Linked DNA regions of Mus musculus: region 1 is linked to region 2. The links are chromatin contacts, called in public HiChIP or PLAC-seq maps. All regions are on one chromosome and are shown on one strand. The core of a region is the stretch at or near the end of the contact, and the rest is flanking DNA. Distances in the headings are between cores, read along the strand shown.

What was found. HiChIP or PLAC-seq counts read pairs in DNA pulled down with a chosen protein or histone mark.
Region 1: an H3K4me3 HiChIP or PLAC-seq map of bone marrow-derived macrophages shows a contact between it and region 2, with 6 times the contacts expected there. The contact joins two enhancer-like sites. A contact is called at or near these places in 2 of 484 Hi-C or Micro-C datasets (bone marrow-derived macrophages and embryonic stem cells) and 2 of 115 datasets of contacts at active chromatin or transcription factors (bone marrow-derived macrophages and large pre-B cells).

Annotation. Positions count from the first base shown.
Region 1 is chr4:58,611,872-58,617,753 of GRCm38.p6, reverse strand. No RefSeq gene overlaps it. Among named protein-coding and RNA genes, the nearest start is that of Lpar1, 62 kb to the right of the region's middle. Within about 2 kb of position 4,518, at least 28 of the 459 cell types and tissues checked have an H3K27ac peak or open chromatin away from gene starts, as enhancers often do. A contact at or near this core is called in bone marrow-derived macrophages, where this site is marked.
Region 2 is chr4:58,302,044-58,308,396 of GRCm38.p6, reverse strand. Musk (muscle, skeletal, receptor tyrosine kinase) reads right to left here. Exons shown (of 15, transcript NM_001037129.1): 5 at 4,411-4,552. Among named protein-coding and RNA genes, the nearest start is that of Musk, 19 kb to the right of the region's middle. Within about 2 kb of position 3,621, at least 66 of the 459 cell types and tissues checked have an H3K27ac peak or open chromatin away from gene starts, as enhancers often do. A contact at or near this core is called in bone marrow-derived macrophages, where this site is marked.

The DNA.
Region 1 (5,882 bases), core at 3,269-5,768, 310 kb before region 2:
CTTCTTGGCTTGTAAATGGCTGTCCTCTCACGGTGTCCCCACATGGTCATTCTGTAGCCTTGCATGATTTCATCCAAACCGTCTCTTCAGGTGGATTTCAATCTGCCCTCAAGACCTGACTTCAATGCAATTGACTGTCAGAAGCCTTGGATCCCAATATATTTATTGCGGGGCCAAGGAGTCAAACTCAGCTGCAGCCTAGTCCAGGGTCACATGGGTCAGAACTGAACTCAGCCTGTCCTGAGCTGTTTGTTGAGACGAGGAGTTCCAGTATCCAGGCCATTCACATAATCAGAACAGAGCCAAAAGTGACTTCATGTGGGACACTCAGGGAAGTTCCCTCCCTCTTCCTTATGTGGCCTGTTTCCCAGAGCTAAATAGAGGTTTCAGTCATTTCTTGGCTCTATCGATGGCCATAAGGATATCCATGCCTGATATTGAAAGGGATGGAAACATGGGTGGCTGGAAGCTGAAACTGTTGTTTGCTTAGACTCAGGACTATGGAGAAGGTGAATTAAATGGTGTGCTCTCAGGGCTGGATTGGAGCTAGAAGGATAACTTGGAATCAGCCCCATTGGTTAAAGCAGGAATCCTTGGGAATATGTGTATATTTCCTATAAAGCAAAATGAGAGCAAAGTTTTTATTTTTTGCTATATTTGATTTTAGTATTTTTGTGCATGTATGTGGTATGGTTATGTGCATATGTGCATGTATGTGTGTCCACACGTGTATGGGTACATGTGTACATGGGTACATGGGGTCAGAGGTTGACATTAAGTTGCTTCCTTGATCATGTTCCAGTCTTATATCCTGAGATATGGTCTTTCATTTGCATCCAGAGCTCAACACAGGTTCAGTTAGCCCAGCAAGACATCTTGTCCCAAAGATCCCTGGTCTCTGCTTCTAGCATTCTGGGGTAATTGGCAGGCTTTAGTGACCAATAAATGGCTTTTAACATTTTTACATGAATTTGGGGAATCTGAACCCTGTGCTCTGCTTGTGCTGCAGAGCTTTACCCATTGAGTCAATTCTACAGACCTTTTTTGCTACATTTTGAGATACACACACACACACACACACACACACACATACTGTTGTTGTTGTTGTTTTGTACTTCTAGTGGATCTCTATCTACTTGTGAAATAGTCCAGTGTTTGAGTGAAAAAGTATATGGTGGTTCAGTTTAGTTATCAAATTGGCCCAAGCTAGAATCACTTGGTAAGACAGTTTCAGTGGGCATGTTTGTGGGAGATGGCCATAATTCAGTTGATTGATGTGTGAGGACACAGTCCCCTGTGGGTAACACTATTCCCTAGGCAGGTCCTGAACTGTATGAATGGAGAACTGAAGCTGCACATACACAATAAAGGAGATGATCATGCATGTATTTATTGCTCTCTGCTCTTGACTATAGATGTGACATGACTAGTTGTCTTAAGTTTCAGCTATCTTGACTTTCTACAGACAGACACCTGGAGCTACGAGCTAAAATAATCCCACTCTTCTCTAGGTTGCTTTGTGTCAGGATATTTTATCACAGCAACAGACATTAACTCAGAACAGAGTAACTGTTTTCAAGAAGAGTATTGTTAAAAGTGAGATTCCATGTTGGTGAGCTACTACTCATCATTAACCAGTAACATTGAGTATAGAATCACCTCTCAAAAATCCAGTTTCATGTCTGTCTAGAAATTATATATATATATATATATATATCCAACATATATTTTTGTCTTGCTCAAATGATCCCGTTGATTAATATCCTTTTGGTGTTTGACATCAAGTGGTAACATAGGTTTTGCACCTAGAGAGAAGAGCTCCTGCACTCCCCATCCACAGACATACTAAGTTCATCTTTACAGACAGCAGAGTTCTTAGTGTAGAGAGAACACACAGAGGAGCATAGCTACTTTTTTTCCTTTTGTTCAGAGCAGCCCTGGGACAAGTCTTGGTGTAATATCAAGAGCCTTTTTCATTTTATAAATTACCCCTGCTTAGGTAATAAGATGTATGTCCATCTTAACCCCCATAGACAGTGAGTGTATCAACAGTGAGTAGGTGAGTGATTTCCTAGCCTCGTCCACCTTGAGGTCACAAAGAGAAACATCTCTGCTGCAGCATTCCATATCACACTCTCCAGCAGAAATCTGGCGAGCGGTGCATGAAGTCAGCAGCAGAGGTAAAGATTCTGCTTTCCTAATATAGAAGTAAAATGACTCCCCATCTCTACCAGGTCTCCCAACTATTAACTGTCTCCATTTTCTTCTTTTAAAAAGTGAGGATGGAGATCAGGACTAATAGAGTCTTCAACTCAGTGAGGTTCTGGGGAGGGAGAAGCTGTGTGAATAGAAGCGGAGACACCTTGTGGGTCGGCAGTTTGGGGTGAAATACTCTGATTATATGAAGTTCACGTTAACCCACTGGTGAGAGCTATAACAGTTATGGAATTAACATTGGTTCTACTTGATAAAGAATTTCAGTTGTCAAAACCAGGATTAATATTTCAGTTTGGCCCTCATGTCAGAATGCCTTGAGATCATGGGATGAAAAGTCAAAGATGTAAAATAAGCAAACGCTTGCCCCTCCTAGACTTGGTAGAGCAAAGGCACATTGATAGCAGTTCTCTGTGCCCTGGTTCTGTCAAATCCACAAAGTGTGCGACAACCGCTAGAGTTGGCATTAGCAGGAGCCACCAGGGCCCTGTCTCTGTGGGTTGCAAAAGCTTCCAAAAGCTGTTGCAGGTATTTACTTAACACCTGTGAGTCCAGACAAAAGGAAGTTTATAGGGAAGGAACACATTCCTGAGGGAATGGACGAAGCTAATTAAGAGGGGAACCAGGAGCCTGCTGGGATTTCATTTCCTTAAGAGCCCACACAATTAATTATAGCCTGCTTTACCAGACTTTGCGGATGTCATGTTGTGGTTCTACACTCATTGCAAGTCCCCTCCTAAAGTCAGCTCACTGCCTTTGGGAACACCTGCTGGGATGATGTGAACTGGGGTGGGGGGTGGGGCTCTCACTTGCAGCCTGGAATCTGACCACCGGGAAATACAGACAGTGTGATAGGCTGACACATAGAGAATTCCATGATTGGCATCTGTGTGCAAGGTAACGAAGATTGGTGGGAACACAGCCCAGAACTGAGGGCGGCATTTCATGATGTCAGGAAATGAACAGCTAAGTGAAGAGCGTGGAAATCCCACACAAGGGTGTCTGTATGTCACAGGAGCCATAAGCTGGCATCCAGGAGTCTCACAGGGGTAGAGGGCCTGAGAAGAGATGTACGTAGGATTGCTGAGATCATGAGAGTTAAGATGAGGACTAGAACTCCTGCCCTGTATGCCCTTGATAGCAGCAGCCTTTGGCCAAAGTCTATGGACTGGCATTAAAGAGAAGCACCCTAGGCAAGGATGGAGAGAAAGGCAAGGCTCGGATGAATACAAGTAGGTAAAACAGGACACAGACTGAGGTCTCCAGCTCAAAAGGTGCTGTGACCCACCTCTGGGTGTTAACGCTTTCCTTAAAAACCAATTACTTCCTGAATGAAGAGGTAAATCCAGGGCGTTGTGAATTTAGAGGCTTTAAACTCACAAAAGGGCTGCACTTAGGTTTCCACCTTGGTGGAACTTGATTAAGGAAAGGAATTTTTCCTTCTGTGGTCTGAGGTTGTTTCATGTGTTGATGACTAAGTGTCACATCAGGAAGACCCACCTTTGTCTTGTTTTTCTTTTTTTGATAATGAGCATAGTTGGGCTAATAGTTCTAAGGAAAGGGAATTTACAACAAGGGCTCTGAGCTTTGTATAGAGACATTAATCCCTTTGCCACTTCCTAGGACTTTATCAGCTAAGTGAAGCTACTGACAATTAGATGTGAATGAGACTTTGTACACTTAGTCCTCATTTTAAAGACCAGATACGTTTGACTAAACCTGTTGGGGCCCGGAGAGGTGCCTGGAGCTCCTCCAATCGCTGGAGCCTGGGGTCTGCTTTTCCTGCCTTACTGGCTCTAATCTCTCAGAAGCTGTCCTTTGGCAAATCATTAGCAAGCTGTAGCTTTTCTTGACAAGTCCCTACCTGGGAGTTCTTTTCATAACAACGTAAATCTCCTTAAGACCCTAAGGATGAACCCCGAGGTGAGCAGCTTAGAAACAGATAACCCCTCCATCCACTGAGATATAGGCTGCACAAGTGACGTTGTCATAATAAAATTAATATCAAAACACAGAGGAATTAAAGGGCAATGACAATGTTTTGTATTTATAAAGTAAAAAACTTGGTCTAAAAATAGCATCATCAGAGGGCAGATTTATAACAAGTTGGCTTAATGACTTTAAATCACTTCATTTTTAAATTATAGAATCAAGCAGTACTTTAGTAACATAGAATCGTGATTCCAATGAGCTCAGTAGAAAAAAATACCCAGCTCTTTGTAAATGAAGAAGGATTGGAAGAAAATAGAAAATGAAAGTAACAATTATTAGGCAATCAGAAGAGTAGATAAAAACCAGAAGTGGGCTGGCCATTTCAAAGTCACTTCCCCTAAGCTATGGGGACAGTGAGACCTACTAGAACAATCCCCGTCCAGTCCACCTCAGATTACATCTTTTGTTGTAAGCATTAAGTGCAGAGGAAACTTCCTTATCGAACCAACTGAAACCCACCTGATAGGGCCTTAGGCTGTTATCTGGAACACTGATTTCTAGTCAGTAGGTAGCTTAGTTTTCAGCTTGGTGCCTCAATTCTAGTGTGGGAATTAGTCTAAAGCAATGACCTTCTGTAGTTCTTCTTCAGCTGTCCTGTAAAGGTAGATGCATGGCATTATCTTCTTGTCTAGAGAATACTATGAGCTGTGTGTCCTTATGGGCCATCGTAGGCTCATCACTTGTAATAAATCACTCACATGGGGTTTTGATCACCTTGGAGGCCAGGCATGTATGGGATTGGGAGTATATAAGACATACCTGTGCCTTCCTCTAATTATTGCTCTGAATCTAAAACTATTCTCTGAAAAAGCATTTTTTTGTTTTGTTTTAATGCTAAAGAACAGATTTTATTATTTTCCCAAAACACTAAAATAGCCCATGGCATAGTAATTTAGGACACAATATAAATGACATATGCAGTCAGGTCCCCCAACTCTCCCATGGCTGTTTTTAACTCTGTCTTGGGTAGGGAGGCTTTAAAATGTCTACTCTTTAAATGACCTTTATTAAAGTTACCAACAAACCACAAAGGGAAAGTCACTTTGGGAAAAAAAAATCTTAATGTAAAAGAAATCACAAGTCCTGGGCTGGTGTAAAGGAAAACGCTTCATTGCTTCATTTGCCATCTGTGTTCTCAAACTCTTCTGTAATTTTAAATTATCCTAAATTTAATATTGCAACTTCTCCAAAGTGCCTCCATTAAAAACTGCAACTCAGGCGGAAGGAGGGGGACATGTGAGAAGGGACCTCTGGCTGCAGGTCACCGAGTCAGTACAGTGCAGAAATGGCAAGCAAGACTCTTCATGACCGAAGCAAGGCTTACAAGGAGTGGAGGGCGTAGCCTAAAGGCCTCCACTTCCATCAGATGGCCAGAGGTGAGCTGAGGCAGGCGGCACCCGGACACTAGCCCTTGAGGATGTGTCTCCATGATTTAGAACTCTGTGATAAAGGTTCCTGTCTCATCTTATACTGAGCAGATCAATCATTTTCGCGGGGGGAGGGGGTTTCCCAGTTCTGAGTGTCTTTCCGAAACGATTGAAAACATGCTCGAAGACGTCCTTCTGCATCAACCACTGAGGTGCGTCTGGTTCACAGGAAACAACAGGAACTGAACGGCTGCAGCATACGCCAGACTTAATGCAAAAGAAACTGTAAGACAACCTTTAAAATTAATC
Region 2 (6,353 bases), core at 2,372-4,871:
TGTGCATGTGTGTGTCTATGTGCCTATGTCTGTGTTTGTGTGTGCCTCTGTGTCTGCATCTGTGCATATGTGTGTGTATGTGTGACTGTGCTTATGTGTGTGTGTGCACATGAATTTTCCTGGTTTCTCCTGCCATCACTGTGCTTCTCAGCCCTAAGCAAGGGTCTTGGTGCTTTCCTTTACTTCTCATTGGGTCCAAAACCCTGTCTCTTCATCTTTATGGATCTTAAAACTAGGGAACAGAAACAGGGACATCACCCATTGCCTCAGAGCAGCAGGGAACACACTTGGGAGCTTACCAACAAAATTGCTCCTGTCCAGACATTCCTTGTGTCTGGATCCATGCATTTTATCCCCCTGAGTTTTGCAGTGCATCCTGAATTTCTAAGCCTTTACAGTAGGAAGGCTTTCATATTATCATGTCTGTCCTATTGCTGGTGCTGTAAGATTTAAACCCAGGTTTCAACCCTCCCAGATTCAGTGTTTAGATACTAAGCTCCATGAACTTCATGCATAAAGTATCTGGGATTCAGTGCTCTACTCTCTTGGGAATATTCTCTTTTGCCCTGTTTTCCTTTCTGGCAAGATTCCAATACTCATGTCTTGCTTTAAACATAATGTAAACATTCTTTTTCTAAACATGTATCTGTAGAGTAGGTCAGAATTCAGGTATTTGGGGACGGTGTGAGTCTGCCATGCAGTGAAGGTCTCTCCTTCCATATTCATGATCCTGCTCTCTGCTAAAGCCTTGAAGTTGCTCCACAATCCCATGTTTCCTTCTGAGTCATCATTCCTATCCCATGGCTATTTAAAAATCTTTCCACTCTCTTTCCCTTGCCTACCCCCACCCCTACTGTGCCCTCCTTACAGAGGATAACCTACCATCTACTTCCTAAAAGAAACAGAGATCATAAGAACAGCCTTCTTAAATCCAATATGCCTCATTTACAAACTGATTCATATCGGGAATGTCTCCATTTCCCTTCTACCCCAAGGAAGAAAATTCTCTGTCCCTAAGGAGAGCAGCTGTATAATGTTATCATGGGAGCCTAGATACTTTAGAAAGTAAAAGCAGGATTCTATTAATAATTATTCCAGAACAACAGGTGTGAAACAGAACTGTCCTGGGAAAAACAGGACATGTGGTCTCCCTCTGTATAAAGTTTATAGTTCCACCTGAACCCTGGATGCCACCCTTGTGTGTGTTCCTTTGTGCCCCCTCCTATGTGTGGTTAAATTTCCCTTCTCCTGATGTTTTAACATGGTCATATTTCTAACTGCTTCCTGTTTTGATTCCAAACCTCTTTTTTTCCATGTTCATTGAAAAACTTGTGAACTCCTACATGCATGCATGCACTCACTCTCTCTCTCTCTCTCTCTCACTCAGACACACACACTCTCTCTCTATCACATACACACACACACTCACACATACACACTCTCACACACACTCACAAACACACACACACTCTCTCACACATATACTTACACAGACACACACAGACACACACTCACACACACTCTCTCACACATACTTACACAGATATACACAGACACACACACTTTTTTTGCCTTTACAGGATTCTGATTTCCTCTTCTCTTACTTCCAACCTGATACTACTCTAGACAATGTCATGCCTTGTTCTTTAATTGAAAAGAAAGTGTTCGATATGCCTCATTTTCTTAGATACTGTCACCTGTGTGACCCTGTGTAAATGAGCCACCCTCACTGTCCCTTAATTTCCTAAAATGGCACAGCATCTGACACTCCTATTTCAAACCCTCTGAGTGGCAAGCTCACATGGCTCTTCACAAGTGGAGCATTCGGCATCACTTGCACATTTCGACATTCTAGCCACCCCATCGAATTTGAATGACACACATGCTGCACAGGCTTGGGTTTCATCAGGAGCTCTGTATGTCATGTACAGCATCTTTTGACAGAAGACAGGGTAGTATAGTGGTTTGAATGAGAATTCCCCCTCCCCCCGCCCCCATAGGCTCATACATTTGAGTAAATGGTCCCCAGTTGATAAAACTGTTTGGGAAGGATTAAGAGGTGTGGCCTTGTTAGAGAAGGTGTCCACTGGTGTTTGGGCGCTGAAGTTTTGTTGTCAGTGTGCCTTCTCTGCCTCCTGCTTGTGAATCAAGACATGAGTTCTCAGCTGTTCCTGCTGCCATGCCTTTGTGTCATTATCATAGACTTGATGTCAATAAAAATTATGATAGATATCACTTATGTTATAATTATATGGGCTAGCAACAGTATACCATGTATTTTGGGTATTTTGATCAAGAGTAGAGAATGTAGAATAGACATAGGCACTAAATAAGTTTCTTACCAACTGTTAGAGAAATTTCAAGTGTTAGCATGAGCTCTCAGCCATAGCGAATTTTAATAAACCCCCCAGGATATGTTAACAGTCAAGGCAACAAGAATGATGATTTCAATGTTAGGAAGAAGGAAGCGGCATCTCATTTTATTGATTCACAATTAAGTGGCAAGAGCAGACTGTGTAACCAGGCTCCAGTAGATCAATACTGGCAATAAATTTCTTTAAGTCAATTTGAAGCAATTTGTTTTAATAGCTGGGAAGACAGAAAACTTGAGTTTGGTAGGTCAATAAGGAAATCTTTTGTGGAATTTTATACAATTGGATAACATCATTCTATGTCATTCTACATAGCATTCAAGGCAATCTTGAAACCAGGCAGGTCTTCAGTAAGTAGGTTTCAGATTGCAGTTACATGTGTATTTAGCTTGCACTGGAAAAATATCGATTGTATTCTAATCTTTAATAATTTGTTTTCATTTCATCTGCATTGGTGTTTTACCTGCATGTGTGTCTGTGTGAGGGTGTTGGATTCCTTGGAATTGAGTTATAGGCAGTTGTGAGCTGCCAGGTGCTGGGAATCAAACCCAGGTGTTTTGGAGGAGTAACCAGTGCTCTTAACCACTGAGCCATCTCTCCAGCCTGCATTCTAATCTTTAAATAGAATTGACAAATTAGAAGATGTTAAGTTGTTCCAACTATATTGAGAACTATGCTAAGATATATTATATGTATATATAATATGTGTTCTTATTTAATTATCTAATATATATGTATATATACACATATATACATATACATACATGTATGTATATATGTGTGTGTGTATATATATATATATAGTTTGCCATTTCCTAATGGAAATTTTATAAGCAGTTGGTGTAATGGCACCATAAAATATGTTACTTCAACTAGAGACAAATATGGAAAGAGAGGTCATTAAAGCTGTGAGAGAAAGGACCTAGGTCTACTCAGAAAATGAAAATAACTTTAAGTGAAGGGAAAACACAGGAGAGGACAGATTTTGGCTAAAGCAGAATGAGATAGCACAAAGATCTGGGACCTATCTGCATCTTCCCTGTTTTAATGACTATTTCTGTGTTATGTCTAGTCCAATATTTTATCAGTCAAAAACGGGAAAGAGAAAAAAAAAGGGAAAATAAAAGCAGAAAAATCTGTAGCCATCATCTGTGAAGTAAATTCCAGGCCAGACTGCTGAATCTAAGCAAGAGCTCATTGATTCGTTAAACTCACGTTTACAGAGGGAGTAAAACGTTGTGTCTGCAGCTCAGAACAGGAAGGTGTGGGAGGGTTTCACGGCTGAGTCGTCACTTGTCCAGCACAGGACTGCTGGCAGTTCCTTCCCCTCCCCATTTATTGAGTGTAGTTTTATTTTCTCACGTAATATATCCTGACTACTGTTTCCTCTCTCTCTCCTCCTCCCAGTTTCTCCCTAGCCCACCCCACCTGGATCCTAGTTCCTATTTTTAAACCAAATTTGATAAAATATTTTAGGTAAAGAACCAGACAAACAAGGAAATGGAACACTAAAATCTGTTTTGGATTCTGATTTCTCAATGAAGATTTTTCCCCAGCAATTTATTGAATGACCTCATTAAAAATACATTATATTTGGATAAACTGTTACTATGCTCATAACATTAATTGCTACCTAACTCACAGAATTAGGACCATGTTTATATGTTTGATTCATTGGCTTATTATTTGCATCCTTTGTGAAGCCATAATTTGGAAAGGATTAATTTTTTTTCTATCTCCCTATGTTTTAAAGTCAATCCAAATGCATTAAAAGATAAACTTATTTGTAGCCAATCTTATAAATAAGAGAACTGTTTGAGCTGGAAAGTCACACTAAAATGGTGTCACGGTCAAACGTAGCAGCAGTTGGGGAAATAGATAGGATATGAACGTTTATGCTAGGGAACTGTCTTTTGACTTCTCTGTTTTCAAAGCCTTGCCCTCAGAGCTGGTGAACCACAACTTCCTACATCATATCTTTCTCCATCCAAAGTACAGCCTCCCCAGCAGACAGTGAGGGGTGCGTGCTGCCTCTTACCCTCCACTTCCAGCTTCACCAGTTTGGAGTAAGCTGTGCCCAGGCTGTTTTTGGCCACACAGCGGTACTGTCCTGCATCTTCCTTTTGCACATTATGGATCCTTAAGCTCCCAGATTCAAGAACTGCGATTCTGGAATTTTCCTGCCAAAGACATGAGTTTGAAAACAGCCTTAGTCAAAGACACACTTGCCTTATTTCATTGATTTATCATTACCCTTAACACCCAAAGTGTCTGCCTCTTCTCTGCCTATGCATAATAACATATACTACTGAGACCATGAAAGATGATCAAAATTAGCTATCTCAATATCTAAGATTGCATCTATTCTGTTTTTATTTTCCTTCATCACATTAGAACACATCAATGATCATAATTCCTAAAGGTCGTGCTTGTTTGCACCTGTTTGAAAGCATTGAACTTTGGGGCTAGAGGTGTGGCTCAATGGTAGAAAATTTGCTTACACACAGCAACCCCCAGAATAAAATACAAAACAAGGCAAAAGTTTAAAACATTGTTTTCTGTTACCGTGACTTACAATGGACCCTTAGGATATCCTCAGGAGAATACATATCTTGAGAATAATTACTCTTTGGAGTTCAGATGGGACATTTATCTTCTCTTTTTGAATTCATTGTTAACTTTACAAGTTCAGTCACTTTTAATTTTTATTATAGAAAATGCACCAAGGCTTATAACAAAAGGAAAGCCAAGTGGTATATATATTGTGATTAAAGTTGGCAAAGCTTACCAAATTTATAGTTTGTTTCAGTTATTTGATGTATCTTGACAACTATGCATTGCTTCCCACGGAGTGTGTTGGGCCTGGTAGGATGAGTCTGTCATCTCATTCTTGGTGAGATGAAGCCGTGAAGATGATTATAATATATAAAAACACTTTATTAAGCTGGGTGTGGTGGCGCACACCTTTGAGCCCAGCATTTGGGAGGCAGAGGCAGGAGGATTTCTGAGTTCAAGGCCAGCCTGGTCTACAAAGTGAGTTGCAGGACAGCCAGGGCTATACAGAGAAACCCTGTCTCCAAACAAACAAACAAACAAAAACACTTTATTAGTAACCAAGGAGACAACATACAAGAGCATACAAGCTAACCCAATGAATAGCTAATTTTTTGTAAACGTGTGTGTCATTATAGTATATCTATCTACATGTCTGTGCAGTTATACATGTGTGTGCATCCATGTGGCAAGAAGAGGGCATCCGATGTCATGATCTTCTACTCTCTACTTTGTTCCTTTGATATCTTCACTGAGCCTGGAGTCAGGCTGTCGGCCAGCAAGCCACGTGATCTTCCTGTCTCCTCCCGCAGCACTGTAGTCACAAGCTCACATGTATGTGGGTGCATATGAGCTCAGGTTCTCATGCAAGCAAGCACTCTGATCCATGAAACCCAGCACAAATAACAGAGCTTTAACCTAACTTCTGTTTGTTACTGAGATGTGTTTGTGTCTATTTATCATTCTGAGTCTCTGTGCTCTAGTATCTGTTTTCTCTCAGTTTCTTCCTTCCAATCCTCATTTCTCTTCTCCCAGAAACGACCAGTTCTAAAACTTGGGTGTTAGTTCAGCTTTGTTATGCCTAAGGTTTAAAACAGTTGATGTTGACTATGATGACTATGCTGCTGCTGCTGCTGCTGCTGATGATGATGATGATGATGATGATAAGTGATACAACTGACCAAGACAAAAAAAATGCTTGGGCTCTGAGCCCACTTCATCTCTAATGCTTCTGATTCCTATTGCTTCTGTCTCCAAGTCAGTCCCTACTAGAATGCCATAGAGTGAGTGTGCATAGTTAAGAAGAGAAAAACATAAGTTTGCCTAATGTGTATACAAAAAACATATACTAGAAGCTTGTGACTATGTAGATAGCTAGTTAGAAACATATACTAGAAGCTTGTGACTATGTAGGTAGTTAGTTAGCTG